Linked DNA regions of Mus musculus: region 1 is linked to region 2. The links are chromatin contacts, called in public promoter capture Hi-C maps. All regions are on one chromosome and are shown on one strand. Each heading gives the region's core, a stretch centred on a gene start, on an enhancer-like site or on the middle of the called end of the contact. The rest is flanking DNA. Distances are from core to core; before and after follow the strand shown.

Region 1 (5,520 bases), core at 113-2,612, 520 kb after region 2:
TGCCACTGTGAAGGAGAGTAAAGTCTCCAGTGCACTTGGGCTGCGCAGGCTAAGGGGTATTGTGGAAGTAGAAATGAAGGCCATTCCCATGAAGACAAGAGGGTGTGGGCGTTGAAGATCTGGATTTTAAGGCAGGGAAGGAGACAGTTTAATGGTGTCTAATATCCAAAGTGATCATTTCCAATGAAATTACTACTATCAACCTATATAATTACATATCTAAAAGCTACCAATAAATAAAAGAACTGAAATATAATAAAATGTATAAAGAAAGTACAGGAAGAAGGTTGAAAAAATCAAAATGCAATCATGGTTTCTTACTGTAGACAGCTACCAATTTGAAACAGAATATAAGAAACTATCTCGCTAATATTGTGAAGAAAGAGATGAAATATCTAACAATACATGCAACAGAGAAACCAAGCCTCAGGTAGGCAGTGGTGATGCACAGCTCTAATCCCTGCATTCGAGGCAGGGGCAGGCAGATCTCTGAGTTTAAGGCCACCCTGGTCTACAGACTGAGTTCCGGGACAGCCAGGGCTACACAGAGAAACCCTGTCTTGAAAAGTGAAAAAAGAGAGCAACAGAGCGAGAGAGAGGGAGAGAGAGAAAGAGAGAGACAGAGAGAAAGAGAGAGAAAGGAAAAAAGAAAGAAAAAGAGAAAGAGAGGAAAGAAAAAAGAAAGAAAAAGAGAAAGAGAGGAAAGAAAAAAGAAAGAAAAAGAGAAAGAGAGAGGAAGGAAAAAAGAAAGAAAAAGAGAAAGAGAGGAAGGAAGGAAGGAAGGAAGAAAGAAAGAAAGAAAGAAAGAAAGAAAGAAAGAAAGAAACAAAGAAAGAAAGAAAGAAAGAAAGAAAGAGAGAGAGAGAGAAATGTATTTTCAGGGTTGGGGGAGTAAAAACTAAAATAAATACTTTTTCAATTTTTCCAAATTCAAATGAAGCATGTTTGGGATACAGCTGTGGTTCCACATCCCCCACTTCCTCTCTCTTAGGATCCAGATGATGCTGTTTACATGGTTGAAGTGGGTGGGGTCTGCAGGGTCCTGGTCATGCCAGAGAGATTGGGCTTCACCAGCTCGGGACATTCCATATCCACCCACTGAGAGGATGGAGGGTCTGAGCTCAATCTTGAATAAAGACTCTTTGCTTTTGCATACAAATTGGATTCTTGGTGGTCTCTAGTGGTCTGTGGGGAGCTCACATATACTTTATTAGGAGCAAACCAGTGCTATGTATGGACCCTGAAGAGTGGGAAGGAGTTTTCAGGGTAAATGGAAATCATTGACTGGAGTTTAAAGCCCTGAAATGCCTCATGTGTATGGAGAGGCATTCCAGGAATCTCAGTTACTTGCTGAGTGGATTCTTACTGGGGTGGGAGTGGGAGGGTTGAAATTGTAGGTTTTCCAAGGGCTATTCAACTTTCCCCAGGTAGAGGGTGTGGCAGGTCAGGCTCCAGGGATAAAGTCAGAGAAAAGGAATCCCTGCTGGAAAAGGGATTCCTCCATTTTGCACTGAGCTCAGAGGAGCTATTCGGCCATGGTAGATTGAGACCTTAAAGAGAACGGTTTCCCCACAATGTAAATTAATGATTTGGGTAAAAAGAAACAATGTTAAAATGCTGTCAACTGTTCCTACATGAATTTACGAATCTAATGTACATTAAAATAAGTACATTAAAAATACTAACAAAAATGTTTTGCAGGGGTGTGTGTGTGTGTGTGTGTGTGTGTGTGTGTGTGTGTGTGTGTGTGTTTGGACCCTTTTAATAAATTACATTGGGGCGATTGGTCAGCAACCTGTTACAATAGATAAATGAATAAATAAAAAGGCACACAAGTCAGATGTAAAAGAGATGATCTGACTATAGGAATATGAAAGAAATTTCCAACCAGGAACATTGACCACATCAAAGTTCCAGCTAGCCAGATAGGGAGATAGGAAGTTTTGTTTTAAATATGATAAATTAAGAATAAATTTTAAACAAAGCAATGGTTTTCATCTTGACATTTTCAAATAGGTGTGTCATTATACGTTGTCTCAATCCACCCTGCTACGCCATTGTTCTCCTCCCTGGTCCTTGCCTTCCTTTTCCTGGTTTCCTTTCCCCCAAATCATCACCCCTTCTGCTCTCATGACACATGTATTCCATCTCCATTAAGAAAAAAAAAAACATTTTTTGCAAATGACATCTCCACATGTAAAGAGCACAACTAAAAGTAGGAAAATGGACAAAAATGCTTTTTCAGGGTAAAAAAAAAATGAGTCATAAAAGATAGGGCTTCCAGTTTTGAACATGTTGGGATACAAAGAACAAAAAGCTGGCCCAAACATCTGAGTAAAAGACGCCATTCTCATGACTGAGACGCTGGGGGTGGGGGGGAGTGAACATGTAAGAGGTCATTCTCATGACTGAGATGCTGGGCGGTGGGGTGGATAAACATGCAAGAGGCCATTCTCATGACTGAGATGCTGGAGGGGATAAACATGTAAGAGGTCATTCTCATGACTGAGACGCTGGGGGGGGGGGGATAAACATTCAAGAGGCCATTCTCATGACTGAGATGCTGGGGGGGGGAATAAACATGTAAGAGGTCATTCTCATGACTGAGAAGCTGGGGGGGGGGGATAAACATGCAAGAGGCCATTCTCATGACTGAGATGCTGGGGGCGCAGTAAACATGTAAGAGGTCATTCTCATGACTGAGATGCTGGTGTGGGGGATAAACATGCAAGAGGCCATTCTCATGACTGAGATGCTGGGGGGGAATAAACAGGTAAGAGGTCATTCTCATGACTGAGATGCTGGGGGGGGGCGGGGGTCTCTAAACCTCTTTTGATGAGCAATTTGGCCTTATGTCTAAGAAAGCATTTGTGCTATGTTTTTTGATGTGGGTACAAGGACTCTTTTGAAGCAGTGCTCACGACAAGAAGCCTGGACAAACTCTGGCCATCCCCTTAGAGGTCATAAGCAAGCATGGCCTGTTTTCCTGTGGCTCCCAATTACAGCATCATATTGTGCTGGAAATATCCCCACTGGGTCTTCCACTTTGATAATTTTTTTCTGTCTTGCCTTCACCTTTTCCCTCTGCCTCAGTCCAAGACCCTAGCCTGCGAGAAGACTGGCCTTGTCTCAGGCAGGGTCAAGGCTGGTGTAATCTGGAACAGAGAAGTGATTTTCTATTGTAGATTCTCCACCTCAGCTTGGGTCAAAATAAAATCATGGGCTTGGAAACTCCTCACTTGCATAAATAAAAATCTGCAGACTCATGGTTGGGTTTTCATATTTCAAGAGTCAAACTTTAGAAAGAACAGGGGAAGTAGGAGTGGCCTCTCATGGGGCCAGAGGACAATATCCAGGAGCCTCCTCTTCCTCGAGTTTCCCAACTTCTCAATTCTTCAGTAGCCAGCAAGAACCATCCCCGTGCAGTGTGTGTGTGTGTGTGTGTGTGTGTGTGTGTGTGTGTGTGTGTGTGTTTATGTGAGAGACAGAGAGACAGAGAAAGAGAGAGAGATAGAGAGAGAGAGAGCATTGCAATGCCTCCTGGTCTTCTCTAGGGGCTTCTACTCTGGCAAGGAGGCAGGCAACCATGCAGAGTGACTAGACAGTTCAGACAGCCTCTCCAGGGCTCAGAGCAAAGCTAGGTCCATCCATCTCCTCTGGCCTTTACTTCCAGTCATAGTGAGGTGGTCAAAGGAGATCTTCAAATTAAGATAGTAAAGGTAAGGGTGTTTGAGTCAGGGTTCAGAGTAGAGGGGTCAGCATGGGGGATAAGAGTGGGGGGAACAGAATGGGGGTTAAGGATGGGGGCAGTGAGAGGGAGGGGTCAGAGTGAGATGGTTTCACCATGACGATAAAAACGGTAGCTCTCCTCTTTAGGGATCTCCCTTGTGAGTTCCAGAGCATTAGTGGATGCTGATGGGGACTGTCCCTGAGGTTTGTGGGCACGCTGTGGCTACAGCCTGTGAGCCAGGCACATCAGCAGGAAAGATGTATGCAAACCCACCTCACAGAGGAACAGGGGCTCAGAGAGAAAGCAGAAGCTGCTGAGGCTTCAGAACTCAGCTGCTGCTCAGTCCGCAAAGCTCATCATGATGTCATGGGCCACAGAAGGCGGTGGGCAAGCCTGGTGGAACAACCAGGCCTGTCACTGTCCTCTTGAGGCAGGAGAGGAACACAGGGGAAAGTCATGGGGACACGGGAAAGGAAAAGGCCACCCTGGGCTTCACTTGCTCCTTCCTGCTGAGGAAGTCAGGGGGCTTTGGACACCGCTGATAATGTCCAAATTGCCGACTGAGACAGCACATGTTGTCCTAAAGACCTCACCACCAAAGATCATAAAACCTGTGTTTATCTGTGACCTCAAATGGCCTAGTAATGCTGAGGATCCTCTCACCCGACATCTAAGAAAACCCTTCAGAAAACCAGCTTGCAACTTTTTATAACAAGAAAATTCTTTTACTTCCCACTTCCCTCTGAGCAATGTTAAGGGTGCTTTTTATCAGGGTTAGAGCTTTAACTCGGGAGCCCTCAAACCCTATACACACCCACAGTGAGAAACAGCTCACAACTACTCATCTTTGAAAGCCTGAACCCATGCTCTCTGACTCTCTTCTGCCCCTGAACACCTTTCTTCCTATTTTTAAATATATTTTACTTAAAATAGAGTTAAATCACTCCCCTGTCCCTTTATATTCAAGAAACAGCAACTCAGGCTGGTGAGATGGCTCAGTGGGTAAAAGTGATGCATACAGCCTGACAACTTAAGTTCCATGCCTGGGATTCACCAGGTGACAGTGGGAACTGATTCCCAAAAGTTATCCTCTGTCCTCTCCATGTGCCACTGGCACACCTGTGCCTGCACTCTCACACACACAATAAACGAATGGACTCCAACACTGCTTCTCACTAGCCTGTCCTTGAATTCTTTTCCTCACAAAAGCAGGGCCCTAAGAGAAAAGGGACTCTCCCAGTACTAGTGACAGAGTTGCTGCTTTTCTGTCCCTATCTCTGCTGACACTCTTGGCTAGAAAGACACAAACTCCCCCAGGCCCTTCCCATGTTTAGGAACATTTCGACAAGATGTCCGTTCCATGCCCTGTGCACATGGTCACATTCTCCAAGGCACCATCTCCACCTTCCCGATTTCCTTTCTTGGTACATAGAGCAGGAAGCCAGCAACACCAGGTGCGGGACACGAATGATGCCAGCTGCAGGTCCTCGGCCCAGAGCCTGCATTGTCCATGATGCTGACTGAAAGTCTGTTTTAGAATGGCGTTCTTACTTCCTCATCTTTTCCGGTTTTGGATCCTTGACACCATCTGTGGTTCTGCACAAACATGCAACTATTTTGTGGAACAAGGGAAAAGACTGAGAGAGAAAAAGACCAGAGTGAAGCCAAGCAGTGACAGGGAGTTGTTGACAGCCAATGATGGTGTGGCATGTTGACACAAACTTCCTCCTTGAGTAACACCTGATGTCAGTGTGTATGTCACTCAAAGCCTTCAGGTACCCGATGTCCCT
Region 2 (6,109 bases), core at 2,537-5,036:
TCCTCTCTTATCTCCTCCCACAACCTCCAAACCACTAAATCTCAAATATTCCTTAGGGAAGCCTCTCTGGAGGGCAAGCATATTAGTCAGTGTTCTCTAGAGGAACAAAATCTATAGAATGCATCTATAGGTCTGTCTATCTATCTATCTATCTATCTATCTAGGGAATTTATTAGAATGGCTTACAGGCTTTGGTCCAGCTAGTCCAACAATGGCTTTCTACCAAGGGAAGATCCAAGAATGCAGTAATTGTTCAATCTCCAAGGCTGGATGTCTCAGCTGGACAAGAGTATACACTGGAATCCAAAAGAAGTAAGCTCTAATGTCACTGAAGGAATGGATTTGCCAGAGAGAGCGAGAGCATCTGGCAAAGACAAAGCTTTTTCTTTTTTCTTGTCCTTTATAAGGCTGCCAGCAGAAGGTGTGGTCCGGATTAAAGGCAGATCCTACCTTAAAGATCCAGAGAAGTGTGTCTTCTCACTTCAAATGATTTAATTAAGAAAAAAAATTGTCCCCTCACAGATGTACCGAGCTGCTCGGGTTTTAGTTAATTCCAGATGTAGTCACGTTGACAACCAAGATTAGGACTTCAGCGGTGGCTGCACAAAGATGACAGCTGCTGGGTCATCCCTCTCTACACACTGGCTCTTTCTATTCCAGCTGGCTTCATTCTCAGCAAGGATGTCCCTATGCTCTGGAAAACACTGCCATCTTGCTATTAGGTTGATCATGATGCCCACATATAGGATGTGTTGGTGCCACTCCTGGTCAAAATGCATCCAGTGCCTGTCTCAGGACCAATCACTGCTCAGTTAGTTGAGGGATGGTAATGCTGCTTCCCTGTTAACTCTGTCTGTTAGGCTGTCCTTCCTGGAAGCCTCAGCAAGGTCCATGGTCTGAGAGTAGACAAGAAAAGTTTGTGTAACTAAAAAGAAGAATGGAACCAAGACAGGCTTGATGCTTATCTATTATAGACCATCAAATGTGCTTGGCCTACAAGCCTGGTGACAGGTAGGGCTCAACTAATGTATAGATTCACCAGCCTTAGTTGTCTGATGCCTTCCTATATTTGGTGTGTGTGTGTGTGTGCTTGTACCACGTAGACATGTGAACACATGTGTGCATATATTTGAAGGCCAGACGTCAGCCTCAGGAGTCATTCTTCTGCAGCATGCAGCTTGGGTTTTTTTTTTTTTTGTTTATTTGTTTGTTTTGTTGTTTTGAAACAGGGTTTCTCCATGAGACCTAGGGCTCACAGATAAAGCAAACCCCGGGAGCTGCCCATCTCTACTTCTCCTAGAATCACATATATGCCACTAAAGTTGGCTTTGTATGCAGATGCTAGGGATCAAATTCAGGCCTTCATACTTATCTTACAATCACTTTACCAAGGAAACCATCTTTATAGCATCTCCATATACTTTGCATAGAATTTACTGCCGTCTGAAAAATAACTGCTCACTCTGCATTCCACAGTTGCTTTGTTTGCTAACCAAAAGAATTATTCATTTTGTGGTGATGCAGAACTCTTAAATTAAGTAGCATCCTTCTTAGTATCCTAGAGAGGATGACGTTGTAGAACTGTAGCTGGTCCACATGAGCTGAGGTTGGCAAGGGTAATTGCCACAGGCCTCTATCACCCTAATGTAGCTTGTGGAGCAGAGCAGGAGATTGATAAATATTTGTTGAATAATGTTAATCCTCTAGCATATCTTATTCCTGCTGTGGGAAAAGAAAAAAGAAACAACATAACCGGAGAAATAATTACAAAAACAAAAACAAAGAATCACCAGCCAGCTTGGTGAAGCCTTATCACAATGTGAAGAAAATAAAACAGTTTTCTAACTCAGTGTGATAGCTGATGTTACTAGTTGATGCAATTAACTAGTTAGGCTAATTGAGACAGGATGACCCACCAGAACTGTGGGCAGCACCATCCCATAGGCTGCGGTCCTGGACCCAGTTAAAATGGAGAATGTAAGCTGAGTCCCAGCATGCATCTCTCTCTGCTTCCCAACTATGGATGCCATGTGACCATCTGCCTCTCGCTCCTGCTGCTGTGCCTTCCCCACCATGATGGGCTGTGTTCCCAAACTGTGAGCCACACTAATCTCTTCCCCCTAAGCTGCTTTTGTCAAAGTATTTTATCACAGCCACTAAAAACGTATCTAGCATTGTGTTTAGCCAAACAAAAGAGGAAACGCCTCAGCCCTTTCCGACAAGTAGGAAGCTACAAGCAGTAACCAAGCGCCTGTGGAGCGCCTGCCTAACTTTAATTTACAAAGCATCCCATAGATCACAAAGATCTGTCCCAGCATCACATGAAACCAGTTGTGATGGAAAGTATCTGCAGTCCCAGCACTTGGCATGTGGATCGGAGGACCAAACACTCAAGGGCACCCCCAGCTATATCAGAGGGAATTAAAGGCAAGTCTGGGCTAGAGACGCTCTCCAAAAATAATAAGGTCTAGAAGGAATTGGAGAGGGTACTGGGATTCAAAGCTGGCTGGGGGCTTGTTGATAGTTTTAGATTTGCACATGCTGTAAAGAGGCAAAGTATCCTGAAGGATATGCCGAAAGAAAGGGGAAGGAGGGAGACTTCTTTCCCTTCGGCATTTGACGAAATTTTCATTTTCTGAAGATTTGTGTCTAACCTTGAAACCTGCCTCCGTGAGATGCTAAGTGTGTCTACAAGAGGGCCAGGAAATTGGCTCAGTCTGTAAAGTGCTTGCCGTGCCAGTGTGAGGACCTTATAAAAAGCCAGGCATAGCAGTGTGTGAGCACTAGCTATCCTGGCACTGGGGAGGCAGAGAGAGGAGGACCCCTAGGGCTCAGTGGCCAGAGGTGTAGCCAAGTAATGAGCTTCAAGTTCACTGAGAGACCTTGCCTCAAAAGGTAAGGGAGGAGTGACGGAGGAAGAACGTTCACTGCCGATCCTTAATCTCTACACACACCTCCACACAGGCGTGCACACAGGAAGTATTGATATAACTTACCCCAAAGCCAAGCACAGCCTCTCCCCTCCTCAGGATGACCTTTAAAACACCATTGGAAGGACATATTGAATATCTAGGGTTCTGATGGTTGGGACTTTGGTTTAATGTCCCACTTTCTGCTACTGTGTGACTGGGGCACTGAATTAGAACTAAAGAGGCCATTGACATAAAAGAATGGTCCCTCTCTTTCCCAGGGAGGGTGACGTTGAAACTTGGAGAATGTACAGAACGGTATTTTCCCATAGCATAGCGGCCACCACAGTCTCCACCATCTCCTCTCACACAGAGCAGTGCTGTTTGTTGGGCTGTCGGCGGAAGCCTTGGGTTTGATCTCTAGCTCTGCATGCGCTGGGTGTGGTGACTCTAATGCTAGAAAAATCACTGGAAGCTAAGGAACAAGAGTGTTCTGTAGGACCAAGTTGAGGTAGACTTAATTCTGTTTGTATAAAAGTCAGCCTGGGAAATGGTGTAGGAGACCACATCTGTAATCCCAGGGTTAGGAAAATTGAGGCAGGAGGTCTGAGAGTTCAAAGTAAGCCTGGCTTATATAGTGAGACCATGTCTCAATCGAGGATAAGAAAAGAAAAGAAAAGAAAAGAAAAGAAAAGAAAAGAAAAGAAAAGGTGTTGCCTACCTTGTCACTGCTGAAGGCACGTGACTTAAGTCCTCCAGAGAAAGTACTTTCTGGATTGGAAGGGAAGGAGGGAGGTTGCAGCTGCCTCTATGCGGGTGTCTAGGGTCCCTCCTCCTCTCTCCTCCCTTCCAGCTCTGTGCCGCCCCCCAACCCCTCCCTGCTATTCCCTGCAGGGTGGAGTCGCGAGCTGTCGTCCAGTCTTTATCAATAGGCACTGCAGGTTAGTTAACAGTCTTGCCACCTCCTTCAGGGAGCAGCAGTCCCTAGCCTGGCTGTGGGTCTGGTCGGATTGGGTAGGTCCAGCCATGGCTTCTCTGGGCTTGGGGGTCGCCCAGGGTCCTGGACGACATGCAGGACGCTGAGCTGGACACAGAGACGGACACCCAGCTCCTGAAGAGGCCAGAGCACAAAGGGGATCAACAGTGGGCGGAGCATGCTCAGCACCATGAGCCCCCGGCTGTCACTGCTTCTGCTGTGGCTGCTGCTGCTCATCAATGCAGCGCACCCTGTGAGTACCCCGCCCCGTCCCCGCGCCCCCGGATGTGGACCCCACGGACCAGTCCACGGTCCTCTATCCGGCCCTAGGAGTTACGGGGAGCAGCCGATCTCTCTTCCCTTAACATACTATCGTCCACTCTGACGGAGCCCTCTTCTCTCCAAAGGCAAAAACTTCAAGGGCTCTGTGTGAGGCTCACTCCCCTCACCTTCGCTCATCCCTTCCCGCCGCTAAACTCACTTCTTTCCAGAAGACAATTCTGTAGCCGCCCCGGCAACGATGCGTGCTAGACATTTGCACTCTAGGGTTTTGTCAAAACACCCTCGTTCCCTTTTGAGACCCGTGGTCTCAGGCACCGGCCAAGGCTCAGAAAGGGGGCGGGAAAGGCTTACTGTCAGAATAAAGCCAGAACCACATTGTTCAGGCTAGTAGCGGTTTTTTGTTTTTTCACGTGCTCCGTTGTGCAGATGGGAAATTTTAGTTTTTCCATCTGTGTGGGATCATTTCAGCCCTCTGTGACCTGGAGGGACTGACTTTCTAAAGTCTGCCCGTCTTGGGAGCAGTAGGTCGCAACAAACTCGGGTAGGAGAGGAAGAAGGTTGGAGGAAGGGGAGAGAGAGGCCAGGCGGGTAGTGGTTTGTGTTGCTTTCCCATAGAAACTTCTGGGAACTTTCCCCTGGGATATCTGAGTGAGAGACAGGCTGCACTGAGGCTGGCAGGATGGGAAGAACTGGGAAGAAGGTCAAAGCTGCCGGGTTGGACTCCAGGGTTACCACAGGGAATGGATCCTGGAGCTGCCATCTGGGTCAAAAACATTGTTTCCCGTTTCCTGGGACATTTTTGTTCTGTGCCAGGGAGGCAGGAGCAGGTTCAGCTTACATTTGTGTCTCAAAGGTGATGATCTCGGGAATAAACGGATGGGGAAACTGAGGCTTTGCTTGGTTCAAGTCTTCACTGCACCTGAGACGGCTGCTTGTGTATGTCTGTTCAAGTCCCTCATTTTACAGCCGATCAAAGCCCTCAGTGGGAGACCTGCTTTTGATCAGCATGTTAGGAGCCAGGCTGGGACTAGTGCCCAGATCTTTAGACTCCTCACTTTGGAAGGAGGGGGTGGGGTCTGGCCTGCCTGAGGTTTGTTCTGTTCCTTGTACACCTTGTATTTGCATGTCACTAACACACACATGGGCAGTGTGGACATCCCTAGGAGAAAGGCTTCACGTGGGCCTCTGGTTATTGTGTGGGCTTATCCAGACCTGTGATTCTATCTCTTGAGGATTGTGGTAGAAAACGCCTTTAATAAATGAGGGTGGAAGGGCCTACTTTGTTGGACTATTTCCCAGCTTCTGCAACTTTTCCTTTCGCTCCTTTGACTCTGAGTGCTTGGCTGTTGGATTTTGAGATTCGAGGATAATAAAGACAATTTCTTCCTTCCTTTTGGCATTCCCTCAGAGGGACATCATAGGTGTCTTCCAAAGAGACCACTAAAACTGACGTGTGTGGTCCTAGCCCCCGTCTTCGCCTCTTCCTACAGGGGAGGTTTCAGAAAGTTCTTTTGCAAGTGGAAACCGAAAACAGTGACTGCTGAAGGGGTTTACCATAAGAAACTGAGTGCATCACCTCTGCTGGTTTGCTCCATACAGCTAATTTGTGTGTGCAGGAGCCTGGATATGCATGTGGAGGCTGGAGAGCCTCTTCTGGCTTTTATTCCTCATGTGCTAGCCACCCTGGTTTCTTGACGCCAGGCCTCTCCCTGCCCTGGGACTCACCAAGTACAACAGACAGACTGGTCAGTAAGAGCTGGGGAGTCTCCTGTCTCCACTTCCCTAGCTCTGGCTAGTATGGCTTATGGTTTTAATGTCAACTTGCCACAAACTAGAATTACCAGGCATGCACATGGTACACAGACATACATGCAGGCAAAATACCCATGAATATAAAAATCTTTTAAAGCACATTATGTCTCTATGCTAGCTCTATTGTTTC

What was found. Promoter capture Hi-C pulls out the DNA fragments that hold promoters and counts their contacts.
Region 1: a promoter capture Hi-C map of embryonic stem cells shows a contact between it and region 2, with 2.9 times the contacts expected there. The contact joins the enhancer-like site here to the promoter of Sctr in region 2. A contact is called at or near these places in 1 of 39 promoter capture datasets (embryonic stem cells), 1 of 15 datasets of contacts at CTCF or cohesin (embryonic stem cells), 5 of 484 Hi-C or Micro-C datasets (the HL-1 cell line, embryonic stem cells and stem cell-derived neural stem cells) and 1 of 9 other capture datasets (embryonic stem cells).

What each region holds. Positions count from the first base shown.
Region 1 is chr1:120,528,694-120,534,213 of GRCm38.p6, forward strand. No RefSeq gene overlaps it. Among named protein-coding and RNA genes, the nearest start is that of Marco, 26 kb to the left of the region's middle. Within about 2 kb of position 1,363, at least 9 of the 459 cell types and tissues checked have an H3K27ac peak or open chromatin away from gene starts, as enhancers often do. A contact at or near this core is called in embryonic stem cells, where this site is marked.
Region 2 is chr1:120,003,194-120,009,302 of GRCm38.p6, forward strand. It overlaps Sctr (secretin receptor), which reads left to right and starts at 3,787. Exons shown (of 14, transcript NM_001012322.2): 1 at 3,787-4,138. The coding sequence starts at 4,064. It also overlaps a transcript of Cfap221 not described here.